Linked DNA regions of Mus musculus: region 2 is linked to region 1. The links are chromatin contacts, called in public HiChIP or PLAC-seq maps. All regions are on one chromosome and are shown on one strand. Each heading gives the region's core, a stretch centred on a gene start, on an enhancer-like site or on the middle of the called end of the contact. The rest is flanking DNA. Distances are from core to core; before and after follow the strand shown.

Region 1 (4,584 bases), core at 917-3,416:
GCTTAGCTCTGTTACTAGGGTGGCCAGATCTGGGCACCCTACTGGATGTCTGAAAAAAAAAAAAAGTCACAACAACCTTCGATGCAAGGGCCAGAGGGGGACACTTAGGGGAGGGAGAGGAGAAACATGGGGGATGTCAGGAGGACTTCCTGTGGGAAAATGGGTTCTGAGTAGTAAGTAAGGAGACCTGGGAACTGGTGCTGGAGGATAGCAGACAGCAAAGGGAAGCGCACCAAGAAGGACCTACCTAGCACATGATTAAGCAGCAAAGAATTGTGGGATATTAAGTGCTGAATAGAAAACAAACCAAGGGCCGGGCATGGTAATCCCAGCACTTGGGAGGCAGAGGCAGGCGGATTTCTGAGTTCCAGGCGAGCCTGGTCTACACACAGAAACCCTGTCTCGAAAAACCAAAAACCAAAACCACCACCACCACCACCAACAACAACAACAAAAAACCCATGGGGACTAAAGCAAGGTTCTGTGGTTAAGAACACTCACTGCTCTTGTAGAGGACTTCTGTCCAATTCCCAGCACCTACCTGGCATCTCACAGGCATTACTAACTCTAGCTCTAGGGGATCTGACGAGCTCTTCTGACTTCTTCAGGCTCTAGGCACACAGGAGAAAGAGAGGGGGAGAGGGAGGAAGCACTGGAGATAGCAGTACCGAGGCCCTGTGTGCTGGCTTAGAAAGGAAGTGTGACCTTGGCAAGGGCAAGGAGTTGGAGAGAGACAGGGTGAAGGCGTGGGGGCAAGAGTGAAGATTCCTCTTTTCAAAAGTCAGAATGGAGCAAGAGAGGGTGGAGGAAGGGCTAAAGCTGCTCTCAGTAACGTCCTCTCTGAAACAAGACAAAGGCTCTTCTACGGGCCAGTTTAAAGGGTGGTAGACTGGATTCAGCCAAGGTGGGAAGGGGACACAGGGAGTTTTCTGCTGTGAAATGTAGGACTGAGAAGGTAGCAGGATGGGAAGGTGTCTCTATTGCCTGCATGGAGAAGTTGAGGTATTAGCATTGAGACCACTTGGAGAACCCACTGGTCTTAGAATGTGACCTTGAGTTTCAAGGGAGGTCTAGGCTAGGTCGTGGCTGCTCAGGAGGGAAGGGTAAAGGAAACTAGGCAGCCTGAGTTGATAGGTAGAAGGAAGGCAGGCAGCTGGGGTGCGTAAGCTGCTACAAGGGTATCTGGAGGGCAGAGGTAGCCTTAGCCACTCCATTGCTGGGGAAACCAGTCCTCCATCAGTGGTCTAGAAAGGAGGCCTGGCACAGGTAGGCCTTGCATGGGTGCTAGAAGGGCAATCAGGTCTTTCTGAGACTTTCAGAAATCTGGGTTACCTTTCACAGGTGTCAATGCTGAAAGCCCATCAAGCAGGGTGCTTTTAACCCCCTGCACTCAAGAGGCAGACAAGACGGAACTGGTCTACATGGCAAATTCCAGCTTAACCAGAACTTCACAGTGAAACCCCGTTTCAAAAATAAAGTAGAAAAATAAATAGAAAAACAGCCATGCCTACGTCTTTGTGGGCAGACAGCTATACAAGAGGGGGTCAGGTGAGGGACCCACAACCACCACCGGAATTAAAGGGAATACGGTGGGCCTGAATCTGCAGGAGCCTAGGTATGGAAGAAGGTGACTACAGAACACCTAGGGCTGTTGCACTTTAAAGCCCGGAGAGGTGGGGCGTGGTATTCCTGGGGGTTGGCGGAGACAGCGAAGCCCAACACGAGGGATTTCTTCTGTTATAAGTTCTGTAGTGCTGCTAGATGTCACTACTTTAACCTGAGTCTTATGCAGCAGGAGTGCCTGAGGTCCGTGAGCAGTGAACACAGGGAAAACGAACACGGGTACTCGAACACCGGTGAGTTCTGCGCAGCCGCAGTGAAGGTGGGCTAGCGTTCGCTCCACCCTGTATGCTAATATGAGCGCTACGGCTCCGCCCCGGGGGACCGATGATCCCAAAACCCGTAGGGTTCGAGAAGACGACTGCGTGGAGCCGCGGGCCAGCGAAGACCCAGGCAAGGCTGAGCGTTGGGCCCCGGGCCCCGAGGACTGGTGCCAGGGCCCATAAATTGTCCAAGGGCTGCCGGCGAGCCTGGAGCCTCGCTCCCCCACCGGCGCAAAGTGGTACAGCCCGTGGGGGCGGGGACAGATCATGTGACGCGAGCGCGGCCGCCATCTTGCTTTGCGGTGCTGGTATTTAGAGCGCAGCGCCTGACTGGCGGGGTCGCCTTCCCATCCGCTGCCTCGACGATCTTCGCTTGCCTCCTCGCTCGCTGTCCCGTTGTCCTAGCTCGCCGCCGCCCGCTGAGCTTGTCTTTTCCCTGCTTGCAGACATGGCTGACATCAAGAACAACCCCGAATATTCTTCGTTTTTCGGTGTCATGGGCGCCTCGTCCGCCATGGTCTTCAGCGGTGAGCATCGCTGCAGGAGGAGCAGGGGATGCCGAAGCGATGCGGGACTCTAGACCGCTGCTCACTGGGGGTTGGGCGTGACGTCACTCTGACGTCATTCCCAGCTATGTGGGTGTCGGGCCTTACGGGCGCAGGTTTGGGGGGGTGGTGGGGACTGATGGATTTGTGGAGCACGGGGCTTGATCCGGCTGCGGGTCTTATCAGCCCGCCTCCTGTGCCTCGCTTCTGTGGGGGTGGGGCGGCAGTGTGGCTGCCATCTTAGTCCTGGGAAGTAGGAATGAGGGTGGGGTGGGGGGCGCGGGGGGCGGCGCGCGATGCTGTGCCCCCTCGCATTCTGCAGGCAGGTGTGACATCACATCTTGAAAGGCGCCAGTCCGTAGGCGGGGGCAGGCCCAGGACGGGAGTCCCTGGCCTCTTGGCTGGAGGGAGCCTGGGTCCCCGCTAAGGTTCACAAGCCCTGCTTTTATGGCGGCCCAGCTGCCCGGGGTCAGGTGGGTCTCTACCCTGGGTGAGGCAGGTGTTTCCGGTTGAGGCTTGTCTCGGTTTCCCAATAGTTCAGTCATCGGTGTGGGTTGGTTAGGAAAACTGGACTGAGGGGTTGGTCCTGGGAACCTGCAAGGACTCCGGTTAGAGCTTATGGAAGTGGGTTTGGCCTAGGTAGGAGCACTTTAGTGGATGGCTGCTGGGGATCTGGGCTTTGAGGTGGGTGGGAGGGCGGCATTAGAGTGCCTGCATTTACACGATTACATCTTTGATCTTCAGCCCTGGACCTAATGAATGGATGAGTGAATGAATGACCTTCCTCTTCTAGGGGGGTGAGGGGCTGGAACTGGGCGACGCTTCCGTGCCCAGAAAAGGAAAAGCCTAGCAAGGTTCTTGATGGCATCTTGCTTTTGAAGTTGGGCCTTGACAATTCTTCAGTGTCAAATTTTAGTGAAAATTGGCCTTCCTGGGAGAAAAGCTTTGGGCCAGACCCAAGAATGTGGGATTGAGGGAGGTAAGTCACAGCCCCTGGCCGGGGACTGGTCTGGCCTGGGCCTCCCCTGGAAGGTCTGGTCTTTGGCTTAACTGACCTCGCCCTGCCCCACCCTACCTGGCAAATGGAGAGGCTGGTTCTCTGTGCAGGTACTTGGTGAGTTTGGACTCCAAACAGTGTCTGTTGACTGTAAACACCTGTAGGGTGCAGATTGGGGTAGAGGGTTGTCTGTCAGTGGTGACCTCCCCTGCCTGGACCTGTCAGGTGCTGCTGAGAGAGCCCTGCTGTACCCACAGCATTAGAGTAAGTGGTCATTTGTGGTGGGAGATGTGGCCTGGACTTCTCCTTCCCTCCTCTCCCACCACGACTCTTCTCCCCACACTTCAGGTCTCCTTAGAGAAAGCTGCCAAGCATGTTTTTCTGCTCTTTGCACCCAGAATAATGTGTCCATAGGTTCCCCTGTTTTAGCCACCTATGATTAATTTTTGTCACTCATTCATAAATTAATCCAGCAAATCTTTCTTGAGTCCATACTGTTTCCCAGATAGTGGAGGAGTCTCAGGGAACACAGCAATATATCCCTGACCATGTGGGTGTCATGCTCTGGTTGTCACGATGGCTCCTGCAACTCCAAATTTCTCCACAGTTCTTTTTCTGCACCCAGCTTCTAGGATCTCTTGTATGAAGACCTTGCATGTGCTAAAGCTGGCCAACAGGTGTGTCTGCACTATTGCAAGCTGACCTCGGCTTTCCTTGTCTGATCCTTCACACCAGCGTCTCACAGTCCTGTGGGGGTTAGCCTCTTACTTGTCCAGCTGAATCACCTTCTGACTTCTTTTTTTTCCTTTTAGGCATGCTATTCTGTACAATGTCTTGTCCTCCCATTACGTAAAGAAATCCTTCCAGCCTCTGATGTTGCTGCTGGGAGAATTCCAAGCTTCGTCTCAGTGACTGACCCTTGGTCTCCCTTGGACTTAACTAACCAAGTTTTCAGACCATTGTTCTTTAACGCATCCTTGAGGCCTCCGTTTCATGCTAACAATCTAACTTCCCTTTTTTTCCCTTATGACAAATATCCTGTTCTTTCCTCATCATGTTCTCCATGAAACTGCCAGTTACTTCTTTTCTGTATTTTCTGTGACTTCCTCCCTGTATTTGTTGATTTCCTGGAAGTGCCTCCAGACCATGCTGTATTAAA
Region 2 (4,584 bases), core at 1,517-4,016, 1.7 Mb before region 1:
GCTATCTTTTTTTGTTTGTTTCTTTCTTTGGTTTTTCAAGACAGGGTTTCTCTGTATAGCCCTGGCTGTCCTGGAACTCACTTTGTAGACCAGGCTGGCCTTGAACTCAGAAATCTGCCTGCCTCTGCCTCCTGAGTGCTAGGATTAAAGGCGTGCACCACCACGCCCGGCAACATTAGCTATCTTTTTTCAATTTTTTATTAGATATTTTCTTCATTTATATTTCAAATGCTATCCCGAAAGTCCCCTATACCCTCCCCCCTTGCCCTGCTCCCCTTCCCACCCACTCCCACTTCTTGGCCCTGGTATTCCCCTTACTGAGACCTATAAAGTTTGCAAGACCATGGGGCCTCTCTTCCCAGTGATGGCTGACTAGGCCATCTTCTGCTACATATGCAGCTAGAGACATGAGCTCTGGAGGTACTGGTTAGTTCATATTGTTGTTCCACCTATAGTGTTGCAGACCCCTTCATCTCCTTGGGTACTTTCTCTAGCTCCTCCATTGGGAGCCCTGTGTTCCACCCAATAGAAGACAATGACCATCCACTTCTGTATTTGCCAGGCACTGGCACAGCCTCACAAGAGACAGGGTCCTTTCAGCAAAATCTTGCTGGCATATGCAATAGTGTCTGTGTTTAGTGGTTGATTATGAGATGAATCCTCGGGTGGGGCAGTCTCTGGATGGTCCATCCTTTCGTCTCAGCTCCAAGACTCACTCTTTCTTTCTTTCTTTCTTTCTTTCTTTCTTTCTTTCTTTCTTTCTTTCTTTCGGTACAACTCCAGGCCTTAACTCTCTTCCCAGATCCACACTCACCTTTGCAGTCACAGGCCTGGTACCAGCAGATTGAAACATTTCCTTCTGAAGGAGGGAAGCTCTTAAGACTTAGGAAGGCGATATGAAACTTGTGAAGCTCAGGAAAACCTCAAGATTCAAATTCCCAGGTGCTATATAACCAGGTGCCAAGTGCTAGGAGAGAGGAGACTTTGTTTGTTTGTTTGTTTGTTTGTTTGTTTTCGAGACAGGGTTTCTCTGTGTAGCCCTGGCTGTCCTGGAACTCACTCTGTAGACCAAGCTGGCCTCGAACTCAGAAATCTGCCTGCCTCTGCTTCCCAAGTTGTGTGCTGCCACCACTACCCGGCTGAGAGGAGACTTTTTTTTTTTAAAGATTTTTTATTTATTTAATATGAGTACACTGTGGCTGTCTTCAGACACACCAGAAGAGGACATCAGATCTTATTACAGATGGCTGTGAGCCACCATGTGGTTGCTGGGAATTGAACTCAGGTCCTCTATAAGAGCAGTCAGTGCTCTTAACCACTGAGCCATCTCTCCAGCCCCGAGAGGGGACTCTTAAGTAGGGTTGGGAAAGAAGCTCCCAGGATCAGCACTCATGAGCTGTCACCTATACTGTGGTGGGCTTTTTGGTGACATAGTGAGAGTCACCCATGCTCCAGTAAGTAACCGCAATAAACTCACTGGCTCATCAACTAGACATGAGTGAGATGTCTCATGCCTCCCTAGTACACTCAACAGTCTTCTCAGAGCTGGAGAAGGCCTTTCACTCTCCAGCCCCGCTCTGCATAATGTAAGGCCAAAGGCCCAGGGCCAAAGGAATGAAGGCTTGGTCACCTGGGATAAAAGTCCCCTGGAGTTCCTTAGATACTCTGGAATTCAGGTGGACCAGCTACCCACCCTCACTCCTTCCTCACTGTTCGTCTTGCTTAAGTGGTCCAAGACTTGACAGACCTGCCTCCCCTAGTCCCTAGTGCCTGCAGACTGACCCTCCTCAAATATGACAATAGGAACCTTAAGGCCAGGTGTTGGTGGCAGGGGCAGCACAAGTCTTGGCAGATACAGTTCAAGACTTCACATCACGCCGGGCAGTGGTGGCGCGCGCCCTTAATCCCAGCACTCGGGAGGGAGAGACAGGCGGATTTCTAAGTTTGAGGCCAGCATGGTCTACAGAGTGAGTTCCAGGACAGCCAGGGCTACACAGAGAAACCCTGTCTCAAAAAACCAAACCAAACCAAACAAAAAACCAACAGCAAAAAAAGGAGACCTGGGGGCGGGGGGGGGGGGTACGGGGGGGGGGTCAGGCTGCTTCCACTCTTGCTGGGTTCTTCCTCCTTCCAGGCTGTACTGGGAAACCCTGTGGCTCTCCCCACAGACCTAATTTCCAGCTTCCCCAGTAGTTGGGGAAAAGGCTCAGGACATGAATTGAAGAGCGGTTAGTATAGTACTTTAGGAATAGGGTACCCCCTGAGGGCTCTGTGTTCTCCTGGTCTTCTGGTTCCACAGTACTTTAGATCTACTTAAACACTCTTAGAGCACTCATTCTAAAGCTGACTCCTGACACAGTGATCCCCAACAATCCAGGCTTGTCCAGGCACTTGGCTGGGTGGTGGTGGTGTCTCAAATATGAGCTGGAATACTGGTGTTTTTAGAGACTGTTCAGGGTCCCTAGCACTACCCTAGTACACAAAGGGCCCTCCTCAACTGAAAGAGCCTCTCTCTCTGAAATCTCAGACAGATACACAAGCACACACATGCACACTCGCACATGCACGCTCCAGTCTAGAGATGGCATACCCCTTGGCGAGTACAACCCGTTCTTAGCTCAAATTTAGTGACTTGGCCAATTTTCCAAAGGGTTGGGAAGGCTACCAAGTAGGCGAAGCTCCTTTAAGGGCAGGGGGCGTGTGTGGGTCGCTCCGCCCCTTTGCCCGTCCTCCCTCCTTAAAGGGGCCGAGCCTCTGGGACCGCAAAGTGAAGCTGGTGGAGGGTGCCTGATCTGGCCGCTGCCAGGGGCGGGCGGGACGGCGCACCATGTACACTATCACCAAGGGGCCCAGCAAGCTGGTCGCGCAGCGCCGCACAGGTGCGCAGGGCGGGCGGGCAGGCGGGACGTCCTGACCGCTGGCTCGCGGCGGCTGACAGCGCCCTCCGCCCCGGCCCGCAGGTCCCACACAGCAGCAGGTGGAGAGCAGGCTTGGCGAGCTCCTGAAATGCCGGCAGCCGGTGCCGCCGACCGCGCTACCCGCGCACCTGCAGCCCTCGGCACAGACTCAGGGACCCTGGCCCCTTGCAAGGTGAGCCAGGCCGCCGGGCACGAGGGTGACCTTGGAGAAGGTTGATGGGGACCACGCGTCCTGGTGGGCAGGGGGCGGGGCGCAGGCAACTCGTGCACTTCTGCTCGCCGGCTACTTCTGGGCCCAGCTGGCTTGAGTGGACCCTGGTGGCCACGTGGAGCCTTGAGGGCTTCCGACCAATCCCGCCTGTCAAGGACCGCAAGTACTCAAAACCGAGGGACCTGGTGACCTTGGGCCGCTAACTTGGACCCCTTGGGAAGTGGTCGAGGTCAAAGTTGGGGAAAGTTGCCCAAGGCCCTGGCTCTCAAGGACTTCAGGCCCTGTCCTTGCAGAGCAGAAGAAGCGCACGTGTTCCCGCTGGTCTTATCAGGTCCCTGCCCTTCACTAACACCCTGGGACACTGGAGCCCTCCTCCCCAGCAGTTGCCCGCGCCTGTGGGTTCCAAGAGTTTTCTGATTTTCCTAACCCGCAATGTGTCTAGGGAAGTTCAGCCCTAGCTACTTGGATTTCAGCCAGTGTGACCTGGAAGTGATCCCACTCAACCAAGGCTGAACCTTTTACTTCTTTGGCTCCATTTACTGTTTCCTGTATCGGTAGACTGGACTCTGCAGGCATGTAGGCTCTACTCTGGTAGAGGTGGCATGTGAACCGGTTAAGAGAGAGCACCAAAGAGACCACAATCTCGAGGGAGGCCAAGAGTTAGACTCGTCTCAGCAGGGGAGTCTGTGTGGCTGGCTCCACCCCTCTTAGCTCTCAGCTACTAGGCTTCGGAAGCTATAGGTAGGAGATGCCTGTGTGGCCTGTGTTTGCCCTAGGGGACATCCGTATGACATCGGTTTATGTCCTTATTGCCCTTATGTCTCTGGGAGAACTCTATGGTGCAGATGTATAACCACAAAGTGGTTACCCAGACAGGGAGTTTGGAGCTGCCTTGGTGACTGGCCTATCTCTACCTGGGAAACACCCCCCCCACCCCCCACCCCCCACCCCCACCCCAGAGACAGGGTTTCTCTGTGTAGTCCTGGCTGTCCTGGAACTCACTCTGTAGACCAGGCTGGCCTGGAGCTCAGAAATCCGCCTGCCTCTGCCTCCCGAGTGCTGGGATTAAAGGTGTGCGCCACCACACCCGGCGGGAAAACACCTTTTAAAGTCCTTATTGTTGGGGGACAACACGGACAGGCTTGTGGCAATATTTGGGTCAGTGTCCAGGAAGAGGAGAAGGTAGTAACACTCTCCAGAATGCTGAGTTGCAAGAGACACCACACTGCGTGTTTCCTCTAAAAAGGCTTCAGTAAGATAAGCTGATGTGAAGGCCTGGACTCATCTGTCAGCAACCAGGGAGAACACCTGACGCCCGGGAGATTGGTTTCCTGTCCTGAGTTCTGGGAACTGAGGAGATAGGCTAAGGAGTCTTCCCTATGTCCTCTGAGGTGGCCCTTTCCTGGGCTGGGAACTCCCATCTCCAATAGGACCTTCACATGGAATTTTACCTCT

What was found. HiChIP or PLAC-seq counts read pairs in DNA pulled down with a chosen protein or histone mark.
Region 2: a contact with region 1 is called in an H3K27ac HiChIP or PLAC-seq map of bone marrow-derived dendritic cells, with 5 times the contacts expected there. The contact joins the promoter of Mcrip2 here to the promoter of Atp6v0c in region 1. A contact is called at or near these places in 1 of 39 promoter capture datasets (pre-B cells) and 2 of 115 datasets of contacts at active chromatin or transcription factors (bone marrow-derived dendritic cells and pancreatic cancer cells).

The regions. Positions count from the first base shown.
Region 1 is chr17:24,167,032-24,171,615 of GRCm38.p6, reverse strand. Atp6v0c (ATPase, H+ transporting, lysosomal V0 subunit C) reads left to right here and starts at 2,166. Exons shown (of 3, transcript NM_009729.4): 1 at 2,166-2,410. The coding sequence starts at 2,332.
Region 2 is chr17:25,866,920-25,871,503 of GRCm38.p6, reverse strand. Mcrip2 (MAPK regulated corepressor interacting protein 2) reads left to right here and starts at 2,766. Exons shown (of 5, transcript NM_026633.3): 1 at 2,766-2,879; 2 at 2,961-3,090. The coding sequence starts at 2,828.